Linked DNA regions of Sus scrofa: region 1 is linked to region 2. Evidence: chromatin contacts called from public HiChIP or PLAC-seq data. All regions are on one chromosome and are shown on one strand. Each heading gives the region's core, a stretch centred on a gene start, on an enhancer-like site or on the middle of the called end of the contact. The rest is flanking DNA. Distances are from core to core; before and after follow the strand shown.

The links. HiChIP or PLAC-seq counts read pairs in DNA pulled down with a chosen protein or histone mark.
Region 1: a contact with region 2 is called in an H3K27ac HiChIP or PLAC-seq map of alveolar macrophages. The contact joins two enhancer-like sites. A contact is called at or near these places in 1 of 47 Hi-C or Micro-C datasets (blood) and 1 of 2 datasets of contacts at active chromatin or transcription factors (alveolar macrophages).

The regions. Positions count from the first base shown.
Region 1 is chr14:65,683,901-65,686,600 of Sscrofa11.1, reverse strand. No RefSeq gene overlaps it. Among named protein-coding and RNA genes, the nearest start is that of MIR9836, 65 kb to the left of the region's middle. Within about 2 kb of position 1,365, at least 2 of the 83 cell types and tissues checked have an H3K27ac peak or open chromatin away from gene starts, as enhancers often do. A contact at or near this core is called in alveolar macrophages, where this site is marked.
Region 2 is chr14:65,492,018-65,494,768 of Sscrofa11.1, reverse strand. The region is part of intron 3 of ARID5B (AT-rich interactive domain-containing protein 5B); the gene reads right to left. Among named protein-coding and RNA genes, the nearest start is that of ARID5B, 85 kb to the right of the region's middle. Within about 2 kb of position 1,413, at least 34 of the 83 cell types and tissues checked have an H3K27ac peak or open chromatin away from gene starts, as enhancers often do. A contact at or near this core is called in alveolar macrophages, where this site is marked.

The sequences.
Region 1 (2,700 bases), core at 116-2,615, 190 kb before region 2:
GTAACAAATGTAGAAAGAGAAGAATAAGGTATATCTAATACACACATATATGGTATGCGTACATACATATATACATCTATATATTCTTAAAAGAAATTGTAACCCCTGCCCCATTTTCCTTTTTTGCTTTTTTCCTTTTGTACTTGGACTTACAGTGCATAAGAATTTAAGAGATATCTAAAATATGTCCATATATTTATTGTCACTATATTAGAACCCTACGTTAGACATTATTGGGGTTTATAAGATTAAAAAGAATATTTATTCTTGAGAAGTTCACATTTTTGTTGATGGGATTGACCATTTAGAGTATATTGATATGTTACTGTTTAAGCTTACCTCATATATATAACATATATCTGTATACAGACATTTAAAACAATCCCTGCCTACCACCAGTGAACTTAAGAAATTGACTGAAAAGATTAAATAATACATAACACAACAGTGGGCAATATGAAAGAACAGTCAGTATAACACAGTTAAGCCTCTGATTTTAAGAGATATGAGAGATCCATGAGGGGGTATGAGAACTTTTACATTGTGATTTTTCAACAAGTGCAAAAGACCTTGTATCTGTGAAAATGATGAGTTAAGCAGTATAAAATTATATACTATGAATATCTTAGAATGATGTAAGAACAGGTCATAATAGGAAGATTTTTCAAATCTAGGAGAAATAAGAATAGAAGTCAATTTATCCACTGGGCTTCTGGAGGAGTTTAATTTTACACCATTCAAATTTAAGGGAGATTAGTTGTCATGGAATTTGTGGAAAGGAATGGATTGAACAAGGCAGTTAGCCTATTGTTAAGGTAGGAATCAGCAAGCAGATTGGCATGGCTGAAGGGGCAAGGTAGGATAAGCTGGGTCACATGCAGGACTTTAATGCCAGTTCAAGAAAATAAGACAAGTTAAACTAAGTAGGAATATTTGATATCAGGACTAAATCAGCTGAGTTTGTGGAAGGAGCACTCAGCTTATGAATTGAGGGAGTGGAATTCTAGTCTATGGTTTATAGTTAATTAGCCATGTTGCCTTGGGCAAGCTGTTATTCATCTTTTCCATTTCATTATCAGTAGAACCACTGAAATGCTGTTGGTGTTTGTCTCAGGTTAACCCAGAGGGCTCTAGGTTCCTGAGATGATGCCCTTAGAGACTGCAGCCAGTGGGGATGACACTAAATGAGTGAGCCTCTGGTTCTCTCTCTTCTCATTCAGCCAGAGCAACTCCAAGTTGATCTGTTTTATATTTCAGCCCCACCCCAGGTAGTATTACAACAATCACCATTTTACAGATGAGCAATTTGAGGCACAGGACAATTAATTAACTTGCCCAAGGTCTCATGGTGAATGAGACAGGATTTGAACGTAACCAGTCATGACCTTAAGGGAGTGGTCAACTTCCTCATTGTACTCATAACCAGTAATGAATGTGAGACTGCGAAAGGCATTAAGAGCAAGTTTTGCCAGACTTGCCTCCAAACTCTTTTTCTCTAGTGATGTGATCACTTGGAATATCTTTTTGTATTAAAGCCCTCAATGCAATTGATTTCATTCACAGTTGGATCCTACTTGTATACTATCTTGGGCATCATGTCTGACCCTGGGAGGCATTTGGGAAGAAAGATTTGGGTATATGGAAACCTGACTCTACTACCAGGCTGTTTATAAATATGAAAGGGAGGAAAATACAAATTCCATCCAAGAACATCTGGGAGAATGTGAAGAGGTGGTATTTGAGCCAGGCTGGAAGAATGAGTTGATTTTTGTTAATAGCATTTCTTTTTGGCAAAAAGCAACAGATGATAAATGAAGCAAAAAAAAAAAAAAAAAAAGAATGGTGGGGGTGTTATTGAAAAGTTATTAGAATCACCCAGAGGAATGAAGGAAGCCTAAGGAGGGTTGGACAGCAACATAAAATAAAAAAGGAATAGTTTTGTTCTTCTCTTAGCTTGTTAGAATATAGTCTTTGGGGCTAGAGACTATATCAACATAGTAAACCGTTTTAATATTGAAGTGGAAGAATAGAATCACAGAACTTACCATCTAGAACTGTGGTCTAAAACAGGAGTGATTTGTGTTCACCATGGAATATTTGGTAATGTCCGGAGACATTTCTTTGGTTCCCGTGATGAGGGTTCAGGGTGCTGCTTAAATCTAGTGGTAAGAGACCAGGGATGCTGCCAAATGCATATATAAAGTCTTGTAGGATTGCACTCTGTAGATATGGAAAAGGGCATTCTGAGCAGTGGAACAGAATGAGCAATGGGGTGGAAACATTATTGTGGTTCAAAATATGTCCACAAATTCATTGACCCTGTCTTCAAAGGTAGAACGTAATTCTCCCTTTGAATATGGGCCTAGGGATTCACTTCTAACGTAGAGTTTTGGAGGAAGTGATGCAGTGTGGCTTGTGAGGATATGATATAAAGGAGAGGTTGCACCTAAGCACTTTCGTGGGTCACTTACCGAAGTGAGTGAGAGGCCAACAACTACACTCCAACAGTAGTAGAAGAGAGCCATGTGGAGAGAAACTGAGACCCCCCTCAACAACCACCACCAGCTTTTAAATGAGCCCTCAGAAGCAGATCCACCAAGGGTGATGTCAGCCTCCTGAGAAATTCCAAGCCAGAAACCACCCAGCTAAGCATTTCCTAAATTTATAAGATAATAAATGTTTATTATTTTAACCAGTAGG
Region 2 (2,751 bases), core at 164-2,663:
AAACCACTAATAATCTACTCCTAACATCACAGTAAGCTTAAAAAAAAATCTTAAAAAAAGAAAACAACCCTCTCACCAGGATTTTATAGAGCCTGGTGGAAAAAGTATGCATGTTCCTTCCTGCACCTAATTACCTCAACTGAAAAATCTGCCAAGTATTTTGCCCTTTGGTTCTCTTAATCGTATTAGGGCAAATGCATTTGGATGCCAATAGAAACAAACATTTAAAGATTTTCACTTAAAAGATTCCAAATATGTATGAAGGCTAGGTTGGAGACACAATGTCCCTCATCCTTCAAAGACAATATATAGTGTTCTTTTTTTTTTTTTTTTTCCCAAGCAGATATGAGTTTGCTCATGTTATAAAAACTGATGTCTAGTTTTGAGACAATTTAAGTAAAATAATGTCAATATGAGAGGCTCTTACAATGATTTATGCTTCTTTCTGTTACTTTATTACATTAGACATTCCTGTCTCAAAGCTTTATACTTTTTACTGTGCTCCTAGCAACGAACCAAAGGCAAAGCATCAACTTTATACACCTGGCACCATTCCAATTCTTACTGCTATTGACAATTATATTGAAGTTTCCATTTAATTGCTGCTCTGTTGTGACACTGAATATTTGTCATAATTAGGCATTTCCTATTTTCCATCCATTCATTTTTGATTATTACTGAAAATGAAAAAAAAATTTTATTCCAGAAAACCTAAGCATGAAAATTCTCCAGATAAGAGTAGCTACAGCTGTTACTATCATTACCAACATTGTAACATGCAGCAAAAAAAAAAAAAAAAAGAAAGAGAGAGAATATAATTTCTCGGAAGGTAATTTTCCTTTCAGTCTAAGTGCTCTTATTCATCTTACAGTTACTCAATGATTTCCTGTTCTAATTACAGGACATTATACAGAAAGACATTTGTAAAAGGAAAATGCAGCAGTGCCTATGACTAAATAGCCTGAATTGGTTGAAAGTGTTTAAAATTCAAAGTTGTACCTCAACTTTATCAATTCCTGGTTACAACTCTGTGTAGACGTGCACTATGCCCCCACTATATTTCTGAATCTCTCATAAGGCAGTCAAATTAGTACACGAAGTTAGTGCACATCAAAGGGGAAAATACAGTTGCAGTTAAACTGATGTTGAAGAGCTGAGGTGGAGGAAGATCAGTTAGTTGTATGTGTGTGTTTTCTCATCAAAGCTGTTGAATTGGAGGCATGCCAAGACAAGGAGTGGAAAATGTTAATAATAAAAATAAATTAAATGCCTGATTAAAAGGGAGAACGAACAAGATTCCATCCGGAATAGAAATGAAAATGCCACAAACTATTTCATAAAAACATACTGTGACGTCAATTGCACATCAGTATTGCACTGTTGTGGTTATTTTGAGAAATGGTTTGTACTGTAAGTCAGCTGGTGCTGCCCCACCCTTAATGATTTTGTAATTCTCTACACAGTAAGCAAGTGGGGCAGCTCTGAGATTGCTAAGACAGAAAACAGACCTAGCCAAACAGAACTGACAATAAAAAGATAATGTACTTTTAACATAACAGAACAAAAAGATTGGCTTTATTAGCTGAAAAAAAGCCCCTCCTTTAAATGGTCCCCAGCTTGCCATTTGTTTTGATAAATGAAAAGACAGATCTTCCCAGGATAGGCAACAAAAACACCACTGGAGAACTTATAAAAAGAAAATGTGGGAAAATATATCAGGGCATGGTTGCAAACAGAACAAAGAATATTTCAAATGTAAAACCCAGGGTTTCAACCGGCTGTCTCCAAATGCAAGCTGCTTCAAACGGATGGACAAATATAAAAATATGTACTAATATGCTAATCTCAGCTTTTGCCCTATATTATTGCTTCATCAATCTAAAAAAAAACAAAAACAAACAAAAAAACAACAACAAAAAAACAAAAACAGAAAGCTAAACTAAAACTGAATGCTGCCCTCACTCCAAGGAATAAATGAACCTGCTGGGAGGTAAAGCCAGCCCCACCCGCAAACTGAAGAAGTGACCACTGAAGCCACGTTCAAGAGCCGCACTACACTTCTTCCTGAGAATTTTGCATGCTCTTCTCAGCCATATTTAAATGTCACCCAAGTCAGATATTGTGCAATAGCTATATCTACTGGTGAGACCACGTGGCTAGGCTGACATGTAGGTAAAAGTGGTGCCCACAAGTGGGGTGTGATTCTAAGGGGCCTGATCTACCTTAACATGCCTTCCTTTCACAGGGTTAACTGTTAGGCTACAGACAACCATTCACTTTTAGTATAAATGAGTTTCAGAGTCTTAATAAGAAAATATAAAGAGCCCACAAGAACACATAGCAGCCATTGCTTAAACAAAATTTCTTCTCCTCTATAGCTGGGTCCAAGGTTTTCTCACAGATTAATTTATGCATTTATTTATTTACCGATGGCCCAGAAAAGGCTATTAGATTTGAACTTAGCTCAACTCAACCCTCTCTAAGAAGCCACCTTGTGGGAAGCCACCTCCAAGATCCAGTTAACCCCCTATGGTTACCATGACAAAATTGCTATAAGAGAAGGAAACTTGACCATCATTAGCACAACTGGTCTTAAAAATCATCTTAACTTCTGCCATCTTTCCCCTTAAAATATCTACTCAGTCTTTCATTTTTCATGTTGTAACTTAACACCTTCCATCACAGCAAGAATCACAATTCCATTACTGCAGCAGCCATGTAACATTTGAGAGGCCCTCCTGAACCCCTAAA